Regions from separate parts of the Ovis aries genome. Here all the other regions are linked to region 2. Evidence: chromatin contacts called from public Hi-C data. All regions are on one chromosome and are shown on one strand. Each heading gives the region's core, a stretch centred on a gene start, on an enhancer-like site or on the middle of the called end of the contact. The rest is flanking DNA. Distances are from core to core; before and after follow the strand shown. Region 1 has its middle 180 kb from the start of TRIB1. Region 2 has its middle 76 kb from the start of TRIB1. Region 3 holds the start of TRIB1 (tribbles pseudokinase 1).

Region 1 (3,718 bases), core at 1,181-3,680, 100 kb after region 2:
GTTCAATTTTTCTACTTTTTTATTATCAAGGGTAGATTCTCCCCCCAAACTATTTGTATTGTGATTCTGAGAAAGATTTCACTGGGGGAAAAAAGAAATAAGATTCCTTTGTTGAAACCAGGTTGGATGAGCTCTGTTTTGCATGGCTATCAAGGACCCCCTCCCACTCGAGATCGCACGGTCTGCGGTCTTGTAACGTGTGTGGGAGCTACCCCTTCTGGGCTGTGCAGTGTTGGATGAGTCTGTCAGCATTCTGAGTCTTAGTTCCTTTATCTTTAAAATGGGCACAAGGAGAGATACGCTGCCTAGTTCCCAGGGTTATCCTGTGGATGTGCCCTCAGAACAGGATTCTGCAGGAGTCTGGAACTGGGGAAGTTATGCCATCATCGAACATTTCTTAAGTGGTATCTCCTGCTTGCACTCTGGCTAAATGCTGAAGATACAAAAGGCCACGAAGTGTAGTAGGAAATAGACAAATACTGGTGCACAGCCTCCTGGAGAAGAGAGAAATAAGCGGGCAATTTCAATGCAAAAGTGATGTGTACCTTGACCTAAATGTGGCAGAAGGTCAGCCCACTCAACCTGGTGATGGGGCAGCTGGAGAGAGTGGGGGCTGTGGGAATGTGACATCCACCTTGAGTCCTAATGCGAGGCAGACACAATAGTGATACCGATATCTGCATTTCATTCACACAGGATTTTAGTCACACAGAGTTAAGACTTCTGAGGTTTTACTTTCCCTTTTGTGCAAGGATCTTATAGAAACAAGAGCAAATGCAAAGTATACTACTGGATCAATGTTATGGATTCTCTTAATGAGTTTTGCAGTGCCCTTTTTGCAAACAACTGTTATTCAACCAACAAATGTGCTAGGGCCTGTCTTCTTGAGAAATCTCAATGCCCTTTCAGAAGCATCACTTGTGAGAGCCTGGAGGTGCTCTGAGGTCTCCTGTCTAGTAACATATTTGCTCAGATGAGAAACCTGGGAACTTGGGGAGGTGAGATGTCTTTACCAAGGTCAGGAGGTCCAAGGAGCAGGTTTAGACATGACACTTCCTAGAGACCATAGGCTCCAAGTGCTCTGGAATGGGGGTAGCAGTGAGTGTAGGGGACACACCCAGTTCTGCCCTTTGAGGACCAGAGGTTGAGTCTGTCAGGGATTTCATCCAATGGTGGGTGTGTACCTCTGTGTCAATTAGCAAGCTGTGTGCTGAGGGTACAGAGATGAATGAAGCACTGTCTTTGCTTTGAGGAGCTCATAGGATGGAGGCATACAGAGTGAAAATTCAAATCCACAACAAGTGTTAGTGGAATAGTGTGCAAAGTGTTTGGAGAGCAGGATTTGCCTCTGAGAGGTTGGAAAAGATACAGGCTTTGAAGCCAGGCACATCTGGGTTTCAGTTCCAGCTCTGCCACTTGCTTTGGGGCACTGGAAAAGTTACTTAACCTCTCTGAGCCTCAGTTTCTCTATCTAGAAAATGGGAAGAGTAACAACCTATCTGGGCATGGGTGGATGCAAGCGATAAAGCGCCTGGCTCACTCAGTGCGTGGAGACTATCACCATCATCAACTGTCAGAACTCAGGCCAGACGTTCACTTTCTCCAAGCTTCTCCAGGAACTTCTAGTGTTCTCATCAGCACAGGAGGTGATGGAGGTGAACTGTGCCTTGTAAAACCATGACACATTAAGCAGTGGTTGGTTATCACTCTTGGGATCCTTGTAGTGTGTGCGTGCGTGCACGCTCAGTCGCTCAGTCATGTCTGACTCTGTGCCACCCCGGGGAGTGTAGCTGGCCAGGCTCTTCTGTCCATGGGTTTCTCCAGGCAAGAATACTGGAGTGGGTTGCTAATTCCTCCTCCAGGGGATCTTCCCAACCCAGTGATGGAACCCAAGTCTCCTGCATCTCCTGCATTGGCAGGTGGATTCTTTTACCACTGTGCCACCTGGGAAGCTCCTTGGGATCCTTATTCAGTCCTCATTAGGGTCAAGAAGGAGATGCAGCAGGGTGGTTTGTCAAAGTCCAGTGCATAACTGCAGGCTGGAAGCCAGGGCAGCCTCTTTGATCTTATGCACCCCCACCCCCTGCCAACATCCAGAGCCTCCAAAACGTTTCCCTCCCTCTGAAATCTACACATATTCTGGACCAGAATAGGCAGATCCTGGGGCTTGGTTTCTTTGTCTCTCAGGCCTTCTGCTGGAAGGAGGGGGGGGCGGAGGGGGGGACTTGCCATCAAGCCTGAGAAAAAAGTCAGGCGTGTTTGGAATGCAATTGCAAAAGAGGTTACAAGAGCCTGGCGAGAATGCTGAAATCAAGTGATGTCGAGAGGTTTTGTTATTTTTGAAAAAATGACTCATTCTGAGAAACCCTAACGGCCTCCCAGAACATTCACCTAGTTGCCTGTATGTATAACCCAGAGCCCACTGCAGAAAAAACAAATCCTGTTCTCACAGCTGAGGGAGAGGATGGTGGGGGCAGGGAGGGTTGGTGGTGGGAATCCAGGTGGAGGAAGGCTTTAAAGCTAAGTCTTGCCCTCTGAGTGGACGTTTTTAATTTTTCAAGGCCTTTCCTCTAAATTGTGTCATTCCAGTCAGCACCAGAGCATCCACTTGGAGGTAACTTGTGTTCTTTGGGTTGACCTGAATTGGCCAGGGGACGGGGTGGTTGTTCCCATTTGACATGCAAAGGAAGTAGGTGCCCAAGAGCTTAAGCTATTTCCCCAAGTTGAAGGATAGGGGAAGAGAGGGTGAGAGAGGAAGAAGAGGAGGGGAAACGAAAAAGAAAAAGGAGGGGGAGGAAGAAGAGGAAGAGGAGATCCATGAATGAGGACCAAGATGAGAACCATGCTTGTCTTGTGGACAAACACTGCGAAAAGTTGGTTTCAGCAAAGGCAGCTGGTCTCCCCACTGTGGAACGCTCAGGATCAAGAGTTAGAACTGTGGGCTCTTTCTCTACCTCTGCCCTTAACCAAATGTGTGCCTTTGGGGAAACGTGTCTCTTTACCAACCCTCCACTGTAAAGGAATGGGGTGGAGGGAGTCAAACAAACTCAGAGCTTCTGAAATCTAGTGGGCACAAGAATATTCTGGAACATTTGTTACAATGTAGTTTGCTAGACCCCTCTCCAGAAATTCTGATTCCAAGGGTCTGGGGAGAGGCCAGGGAATCTGCATTGCTGACAGGCTCCCCAGTGGGGCTGCTGATTGGTCATGCTCCCCACTTTGAGCATCCTCAGGCCTGGAATGACCCTGTCATTTCTACTGTTCAGTGATTCAAACATTCAGCATCTCCTGGTCATTGGAACTGTGCCAGGTATGGGAAATGAAAAAAAAAAAAGAACTAGATGTGGTTTCTGCTTTCTGGGTCTAGAACCCTAGGTGGGGATACAGAGAGGACAATGGATCCTGTTATCACACAAGGTCCAAGGGGCCAGGGAGAGATGAGAGTGTTCAGCTGCCCGTGTGGGAGTCAGGTGGGGGCTCAAGAAGGAGGGTGCTGGGTGAGACTTTGGACCAAAGTTGCCACTAACTGGGAGGATGTATTAGGAGACGACTCCTGGGCAGAGAGTAGTGCAGGCTGTTTTAAATAGTCCACAGAGAAAGCATTGGCTAAGCGTTCTTTGCATGTGAGTGCTGCTCAGAACCATGAGAAGCCACCAACCACAGCTGCAGCTATTCTGTGTCTGCTTGGAGGGCCTGAAACCAGAGGACAGGGTTCCCA
Region 2 (3,856 bases), core at 1,340-3,839:
CTGCAGTGCAGAAGACCCAGGAGTCACAGGTTTGATCCCTGGCTCAGGAAGATCCCCTGGAGGAGGAAATGGCAACCCACTCCAGGATTCTTGCCTGGAGAATCCCATGGACAGAGTAGCCTGGTGGGCTACAGTCCATGGGGTCACACAGACAGACACGACCGAGCGACCTAGCACACACTCGCCTGGGGGGTTGGATACTGCTTAATGACCAAGTAGCAGCAGCAGCATGGTGGGTGGATGGTTCCATGTGAGTTCTGACTTGCTCACAACCTCCTGCCTCAGATGCTGGACACATGACTCTCTGATTTCTGTCTTGGGCCCAGCTCAGGGAGCCCACTTAGCCTGGTAGAGGAGCAGCCCAGAGGTCAGCAGTCTTGGAAGACTCTTGTTCCTATGTGTACAAGGGCGACTTTGAAATCACATCCTTGGATTGACTCTCCTTCTTTTTCTGATTCATCTCCCTCCCCTCTCATTCTGGTATTTTGGGGCTGCCTCCTAAACAAACTACACTTACCCTTGTCTTTGTCTGAGGCCCTGCATTTGGAAGAACACAAGCTGAAGTAGGTGGTATCACAGCGTTGTCAATCTCTCTCCTGGACTGCTTTCAGAAGCTGAGGCCCAGTCTTTTGTATGTCCTTGAAGATGGCAGGCCTTTCGTCTTCCAGGAGGGGGAGTTTCCTACCAGCAGCCTTACATGATCCAGGACAAAGCTTGGTACAAAAGCAGGTGATAAATCACACTTGGTGTGGAGTGGGAGCTGGCTGGAGGCCCTGATAGAAGAATGGCTTTTGCTGAGAGTTAGCTTTAAGTCTGATCTTTGTTGTGGCTCAGATGGTAAAGAATCTGCATGAAATGCAGGAGACAGCTTTTGGATCCTTGGGTCAGGAAGATCCCTTGGAGGAGGAAATGGCAACCCACTCTAGCATTCTTGCCTAGAAACTCCCATGGACAGAGGAGCCTGGGCTATAATCCATGGGGCCACAAAGAGTCAGACATGGATGAAATGACTAACAGTTTCCCTTTTTCACTAATCTTCATTGTGCCTTTGCCGTGTGATCTTGGGCAAGTGACTTGACTTCTCTGGGATCCAGGACATTCATCTGGAAAATGAAGGCCTGTAGCACTCAGCTCCCAGGTTTGTTATGAGGACTGAGCATTTTGTGAAGTCATTTTGTGACTGATAAACAGTTGTATATATACGAATTATGATTGGTTGAAGACAAGATGGGGGGTGCAGTTCAAGAGCTTGGCTCCAGTAAATTGTGAAGGCCAGCATCCCATGGGAGTCTGAGTGCATTTGATTGGTGGGAGCATCATCAGAAGGGCCTCCCATGAGGCTATTTTCTGGCTGTGGTCACCCTGGTATGCTGGTTATGCAGCAGCTCTTGGTCCTCTGTGGGTGTGTCTTGGAGATTCTGTTTGTACGAGAAATAGTGTTGGTTCTGAGCTTGCTTTGTGTGCATTCATAAACTAGTCCTTACAGAAAAACATGTGATCCTGGGGTTTGGCAAATGACGTGCTGGTCTGGTGGGTGTGGGTCAGGGCGTTGGTGTAGGTGTGAACCCCAAACTGGGTTGTCCATTCATTCAGCAAACAGATTTATCGAGCCACTGCTGTGTTCCGGTCACTATGCTGGTGTGTTGGGGGTACAGCAGGAAGCCCTGCCCCTTCTGGGAATGGAGGATAAGGTGATAAACAAATGTGATGAAGGATGATAAAGCAAAATGAGAAAATGGAGTGGCATTGAGGCATGGATTCTGACTTGGAATCTTGAGGGACCTGGGCTAAAGGCAGGGGTAACAGGCAGTGCAAAGGCCCTGAGGTAGGAGAAAGAGAGAGGAGAGGGAGGAAGAAGAAGGGGAGGAGATTGGGGGAGGAAGAGACTGGAGGTAAAGTGAGAGAACTCAGAGAGGTGATGGGGACATCGGAGGCCAAGCCATGCAGGGCTTTGTAGGCAAATGGAAAGTTCAGGTCCAGTGACTCCTTATATGCAAAGTGAGGGCTTGGACTAGGCAAGTAGTTTTCAACTCTAAAATGTCTGGCTTTAAAAAGCACCAATGGGAAAAAGAAAAAATGTACCAGTGCCCAGGCCCCACCTAGCATCTCTGGAGACCAAGCCTGAGTTTATTACTTCTCCCCCCTGCCCTTACAGCCCCACCTCCACCCCAGGTGACTTTGTAGGCAGCTGGAATTGAAAACCACTGGACCAAAATGGCTTCAGGGCCAGCAGGAAGAGCTTCCGATGGGGACACCTCCCTCCCTTCTGTCCCTCTGGGCATCCTCTTTAGGCTGAGACCAGCTCCAGCCTCAGTGGCAGCCTGCCTCCCCATCAAACATCCTGATCTGCAGGAAGAGAAGATGGGCCCTGTCTAGGCCTTCTTCCTATCCAGAGACCCGGGGACCAGAGGGCACAGGCCAGCGGCCACCCTTGGCCCCGGGAGATTTTGTTTACTGGGCACATTTCACTTCTACAGGGCCCGCAGCTGCAGTCTTGCCTCATCGCAGTTGCCAGCAATGGGGGGGCGGGCTTCACCCTGCCTGCTAGTCTCCCAAGTTCCTCTTTTGGGCATGTGCCTGCCCCTCCGTGTTCCCGTGGCTGCGTGGAAGTGGACCGAGGCCCAGAGGGTGACTAAGAGGGGAAGCCCCTGCGCCGAGGCTCCCAGCGGCTCCTGGATTGCGTAAGGGCTATTTTTGAGGCAATTGCAGACCATCTGATGAATCATAGCAAACACACATGGCCCTGGTGGTGGGGACAATCCTTCCTCATGAAGCTGTGGAAAGCGGAGCTTCTCAAAATGAATCAGCAGCAGCTGAACCCCATGTCCGTGGGAGGAGGGTAAGGCTGCGAATTACACGTTTCTGAAGTATAGGGGTGCGGCCTCTGGGGGCTGGGAGTGGGGGCTGCAGGAACCCAGGTCTGTGGCTTCCTCTGAACTCCAAGGGTCCCCCTCGCCCACCCGAGTCCACCCCGGAGCCCAGGGCTCTCCCTCATGGAACATAGTCCTCGCGCTTACCAAGGAGTTGAAGACTAGAAAATCTGAGGAGGTGCTAGGGTAACTGGTTGATGGCGACACCCAGGCTTTGGATCTAGAAACCCCAGAGGTCTCCCCTTGACTGGGTGACTGATGTGAGAAGTTCTTGACCATACGGAGCAGGCTCAGATCACTCTGGAGATGGGGAGGCCCTTCTTGTTTCCCCAAAGATCAGAGGAGTGTGAACTGAGGGGCAGAGTTGTGTGGTGATGGGGACCTCTGATTCTGAGATTAGATAATACTGGGTTCCAATATCGTGATTTGGTGCCCATGTCCAGATAGAGCTGAGACTCAGCTTTCTCATTTGTAAAATCAGGAAATGCTATCTGCCTGGAAAGGCTGTCATTAAGAACACATGAAGATTGCATGAGGCAGCTCATATAGATGCTAAGAACTCAGACTGTAAAACCTGGAGTTTCAGCCCTTGCTCTGCTACTCATTAGCTGTGTGTCCTTAAGTAGGTGACTTAACTCTTCTGTTCCCCAGTTTCCTCATCTTTAAGGAATGGGGATGATAGGATAATAGCATCTTTCTCATAGAATTGATAAATAAGCTAATACAGGTAAAATTGAAAGAAGGATGCCTGGTATGTAAGGAGTTCTAAATAAGTGCTAGCTATTATTATATAAATGATTATCATAGCACATTATCATAGATTTTTTTTTTCATTTTTACTGCCAGAGTGCAAGAAATTATAGCTGTCCTTCATAATCATGATTACTTTTTTCTTTTTTTTTTTAAAGGAGCTGGAGTGGTTTTGGATAAAAGCTGGGGCCTGAAGGGGCACTGGAGAGAAGAAAATCTAAAGTTAGGAACAAACA
Region 3 (3,987 bases), core at 1,095-3,594, 77 kb before region 2:
TGGATAAATCCTTCAGTCCTGTAGGGAGATCTTGGCAGCACCTGGTGAGAGCCACACACAGGGGCTGGCTGAAGGCAGGTAGGGGTAGCTGGGCCACAGAGGAGGTGCAGCCAGGGCCCAGAGCAGCACCTTCCCATCTTCCTCCAGGGCCTCATTCTGGGCAGAATGGGCTGGAAGCCAGTGGGCAAGGGAGCATGAGAAAAAGTCTGTGTGGGGCAGCCCCAGGGAGCTGAGCAGGGATGGCCAGGGGATGTCTCTGAGAGCAAGCAGGACTAGGACTGGACCCAGTGACAACCCAGTAGGGGACAGAAAAAAAGGTGGATTCAAGGGGAAATGACTGCCAGGGATTCTGTCCCCAGGGATGATGGTGGCAATGCCTTTCTTTTAGAAGAGGCAGTGAAGGGGGTGCACACCTTAGACAAAGAGGCTGATGGCCTTTGCTGAGTTTGCCATCCAAGTGATGATGGCCAGTGGGCAGCTCAGTCAGTTTCAGTTTAGTCGCTCAGTTGTGTCTGACTCTTTGTGACCCCATGGACTGCAGCAAGCCAGGCTTCCCTGTCCATCACCAACTTCTGGAGCTTTCGCAAACTCATGCTTATCAAGTCCTGATGCTATCCAGCCATCTTATCCTCTGTCGTCCCCTTCTCTTGCCTTCATCTTTCCCAGCATCAGGGTCTTTTCCAATGAGTCAGTTCTTTATTATCAGATGGCCAAAGTATTGGAATTTCAGCTTCAGCATCAGTGGGCAGCTCAGTGGATCTTAAATAACTGGCACAAAATTAACTTGAAAGAAGGAAAACCTCAGGTGGACTCTCTCTTGCTTACAAGATCAAGTGCAGCCTTCTTAGCAGGCATTGGAGATTTTCTCCGATGATTTCTGCAGGTTCAGCTCCACCCTTATAGCCAACCTCGCCTCTTAACTTCTACCTGAACCTTCCCCACATCCTGTCTTACCTGCCCCGCCCACCCTCCCACCTCCCCACGCCCTCACTCCTTGCAAATCTTTTACAATCCCAAATATCCCCCCAGGTCAAATGCTTTCTAGATGGAATCCTCCCTAACTCTACAAATTGTAATCTCTACTTTGAGTCCCCACAAATGCTTTAAGAGCTTGAATGCATTCAGTAGCGAATTTGACCACAGCAAGTAACTTAATCTTTGCAGGCTTCTCTGTGAAAAGGGACAAAAAATAACTACTGGTAGTTGTAAAACATCAGTGTGTCAAGCGCTAAGAACAGCGCCTGCCACGTTACAGAGTTCAATTAGTGTTAGCTATTGTTAATTTTCATCTTCTTAATCCTCAGCCTCTAGCTTAGATGCTTCATTAGTGCTTGCTGAATGAATGGAGACTTAATATGGAAAAGGATTTATCCTTAGGGCTCGATCTGGTTTTAGAAAATGAAGCATTTAGCAGAAGTACAGAAGGGACTCTGATAACAGTTATCTGTGTTCTGTGTCCAGGGACTCCGAATTGACCTGGTTCTCGAAAGAAAAGCGACAGCATCTAGGTTGTTTTTTCATGGAGCTCTGTGCAGGGTCTGACACATCTCGAGCTCACGCAAATCAGGTTGCAGGAGTGCATGCACACGCCCCGGCAGGAGCGCCTGGATGTAGGTAGTATCACTACACCCGGTCACCAAGGAACCGGGTTAGCCCCGGGGCTCTAGACCCTGCTGCGCGTGTGGAGGCTGCGGAGGAGGCACGGGGAGGGGACAGGAATTCGGAGACGGCCACGTGGGCCCCTTCCGCCCTCTCCCCACATCCTTTGTTTCCCACCGGCCGCGGCTCAGGAAGCTCTTTCTGCGAGTCACCGCGAAGGGGCGGCCGGGGAGCCGGGAGAAGCTATTTCCGTGCAATCCGGGCGGGCGGCAGGCGCGGGAGGGGCGTGGAGGTGGAGGAGAGCAGAAGGCCTAGTGTTTGCTTTTATTTCATCCAACAGAAGGTTCTATTTGTGGAAGCGAACAGACGCTGGGGATTAGAGCTGGGAGGGGGCAGGAAAAGGAAAAAAAAAAAAAAACCGTCACATACACTACCACGCATAGGTCTTCCCCGGAACTACCGCGTGGGGGTGAATGAGTGATTCCGGAATTCATCACCTTCTCTTTCCTCCCTTCCTCCGGCTACCGCCGGGTCTCGGCGACGCCTACAGCTCCAACCTGAGGTCCCCAGGCGCGGGGCGGCGAGGGGATCCCCCGGGGCAAAAGGAGTCACCCCGCGGCCGCAGGGAGCGGCGGGTGCTGGAGAACTGGTGCGCGCGCCCGCGGTCCATTGTGCTCCGAGTGAATGAGGAGCGCGCACCAATCACCGGTCGCTTCACCTCCCGCGGCCCCTCCCCTCCCGCCCACTTCCCCGGGACCCTGACGTCACGGGAACTTTTCCTCCGCCTCCTCCCCCGGCTTCCAGCGCTGAGTCCACGGCCTGCGGGAGGGCGCGCGCCGCCTCCTGCCTAGACCAGCCTGTTGAGGGTTTGGGGGGAGCTGGGGGGAATGTGTGCGCGCGCCCTAGCGGGCTCAGAACTCACCACCTGCGCCGGAGCGCGCTCAGCCCCGAGCATCCCAGCCCTCGGGCCACCCCTTCGCCCCCGCCGACCCAGCTCCACCTCCCCTTCCCGCCGCCCCCCCGCCCTTGTCCTCCCCCTCCGCTTCGGTGACTGCTCGCCCGGCGGCAGGGCCGGAGTCGTCGCAGCCACCTCATTGCACAACCCGGCTTCCCAACTGTTTACACAGCCCGGCCTGTGAGTGTGTGTGTATACAGCGTGAGTCACCGGGAGGCGGAGGAGGTGGAGGAAAAGGAGAAGGAGGAGTGCACTGGCCGGGATCGGTGCGGCGCACACACTCACTCACACTCAGTCACTCTCTCCGAGAGCGTCTCGCTCGCGCACACTCACGCCGGGAGCCCAAGAGCGCGCCGGATTCCGAGCGCCGCGGAAAAGTTGCTTTGGCTTTCGCTACGAGACTTCTTGCTCTGGGAAGTGTGTTTGCTCCGTGGCTCCAGCGAGCCCGCGGAATCCTGTGCTCGCCGCTCTGAACCTCGGGAAGGCCGGCCGCCTCTGCCTCCCCGACTGTCGGCAGCTTCGACAACAATAGCGGCGGCTGCCGCTGTTCTGCTAGGCGCCCGGAGCAGGTACCCGCGAGGATCCAGAGACCCGAGCCGGCCTCCGCGCCGCGGACGCGCTGCCAGCGTGATCCCCGCGTGCACCAGGAGCGGCTCCAGCTTTGCCCCTAGTGGGGGCAGAACCAAGCTCCGTCTGCAAACTCCATCCCCCGGGCTGGAGTAAGTCGCGGCGCCCGTCGCGCCTTTCCGGGCGGATCCGAGGACTTATAAAGCAGGGGCCGCCCCGGCCCGGGTCGGGATGCGGGTCGGTCCCGTGCGCTCTGCCATGAACGGCGTCTCGCAGCCCCGCACTCCGGCCTTGTTGCTCGCCGCCGGCCGGGGCACCCCGGCCAAACGCCTGCTGGACGCGGACGACGCGGCGGCCGTGGCGGCCAAGTGCCCACGTCTCTCCGAGTGTTCGAGCCCCCCGGACTACCTCAGCCCCCCTGGCTCTCCCTGCACCCCGCAGCCTCCGCCCGCCGCTCCAGGGGCCGGCGGCGGCTCCGGGAGCGCGCCGGGGCCCAGCCGCATCGCTGACTACCTGCTGCTGCCCCTGGCTGAGCGCGAGCATGTGTCCCGGGCGCTGTGCATCCACACCGGCCGCGAGCTGCGCTGCAAGGTACGCACCGGGGGGGCCGGGACCCGGCGGAGGTCGCGGGTGAGCGGGAACACGGTGGCAGGCAAAAGTGTTTGAGGTCTCGCCCGCCAGCGCCCGGGAGCCTAAGGTGCCGCCAGCGTTTGGGCTTGAGGCAAGGCGGTTAAGTGGATTTGAGCCCGGGAAGGCAGCATTTGACCAGGATCTCCTTACTGGGAATTGTGAGGTTCGGATGAAGTGGTATAATTTGAACTCGGCAGTCAAGAGGAAGTGCTTAATTGCTTTATATCTATTAGATA

The links. Hi-C and Micro-C count contacts between places; a contact is called where the count stands out from the background.
Region 1: a Hi-C map of blood shows a contact between it and region 2, with 1.9 times the contacts expected there. The contact joins two enhancer-like sites. A contact is called at or near these places in 3 of 16 Hi-C or Micro-C datasets (blood and hypothalamus).
Region 3: a Hi-C map of blood shows a contact between it and region 2, with 2.3 times the contacts expected there. The contact joins the promoter of TRIB1 here to the enhancer-like site in region 2. A contact is called at or near these places in 5 of 16 Hi-C or Micro-C datasets (blood, liver and muscle).

Annotation. Positions count from the first base shown.
Region 1 is chr9:27,639,298-27,643,015 of ARS-UI_Ramb_v3.0, reverse strand. No RefSeq gene overlaps it. Among named protein-coding and RNA genes, the nearest start is that of TRIB1, 180 kb to the left of the region's middle. Within about 2 kb of position 2,430, at least 14 of the 54 cell types and tissues checked have an H3K27ac peak or open chromatin away from gene starts, as enhancers often do.
Region 2 is chr9:27,740,779-27,744,634 of ARS-UI_Ramb_v3.0, reverse strand. No RefSeq gene overlaps it. Among named protein-coding and RNA genes, the nearest start is that of TRIB1, 76 kb to the left of the region's middle. Within about 2 kb of position 2,589, at least 13 of the 54 cell types and tissues checked have an H3K27ac peak or open chromatin away from gene starts, as enhancers often do. A contact at or near this core is called in liver, where this site is marked.
Region 3 is chr9:27,817,120-27,821,106 of ARS-UI_Ramb_v3.0, reverse strand. It overlaps TRIB1 (tribbles pseudokinase 1), which reads left to right and starts at 2,344. Exons shown (of 3, transcript XM_015097737.4): 1 at 2,344-3,712. The coding sequence starts at 3,353. LOC121820328 (a long non-coding RNA gene) reads right to left here and starts at 2,285. Exons shown (of 2, transcript XR_006060812.1): 1 at 2,097-2,285; 2 at 1-1,981.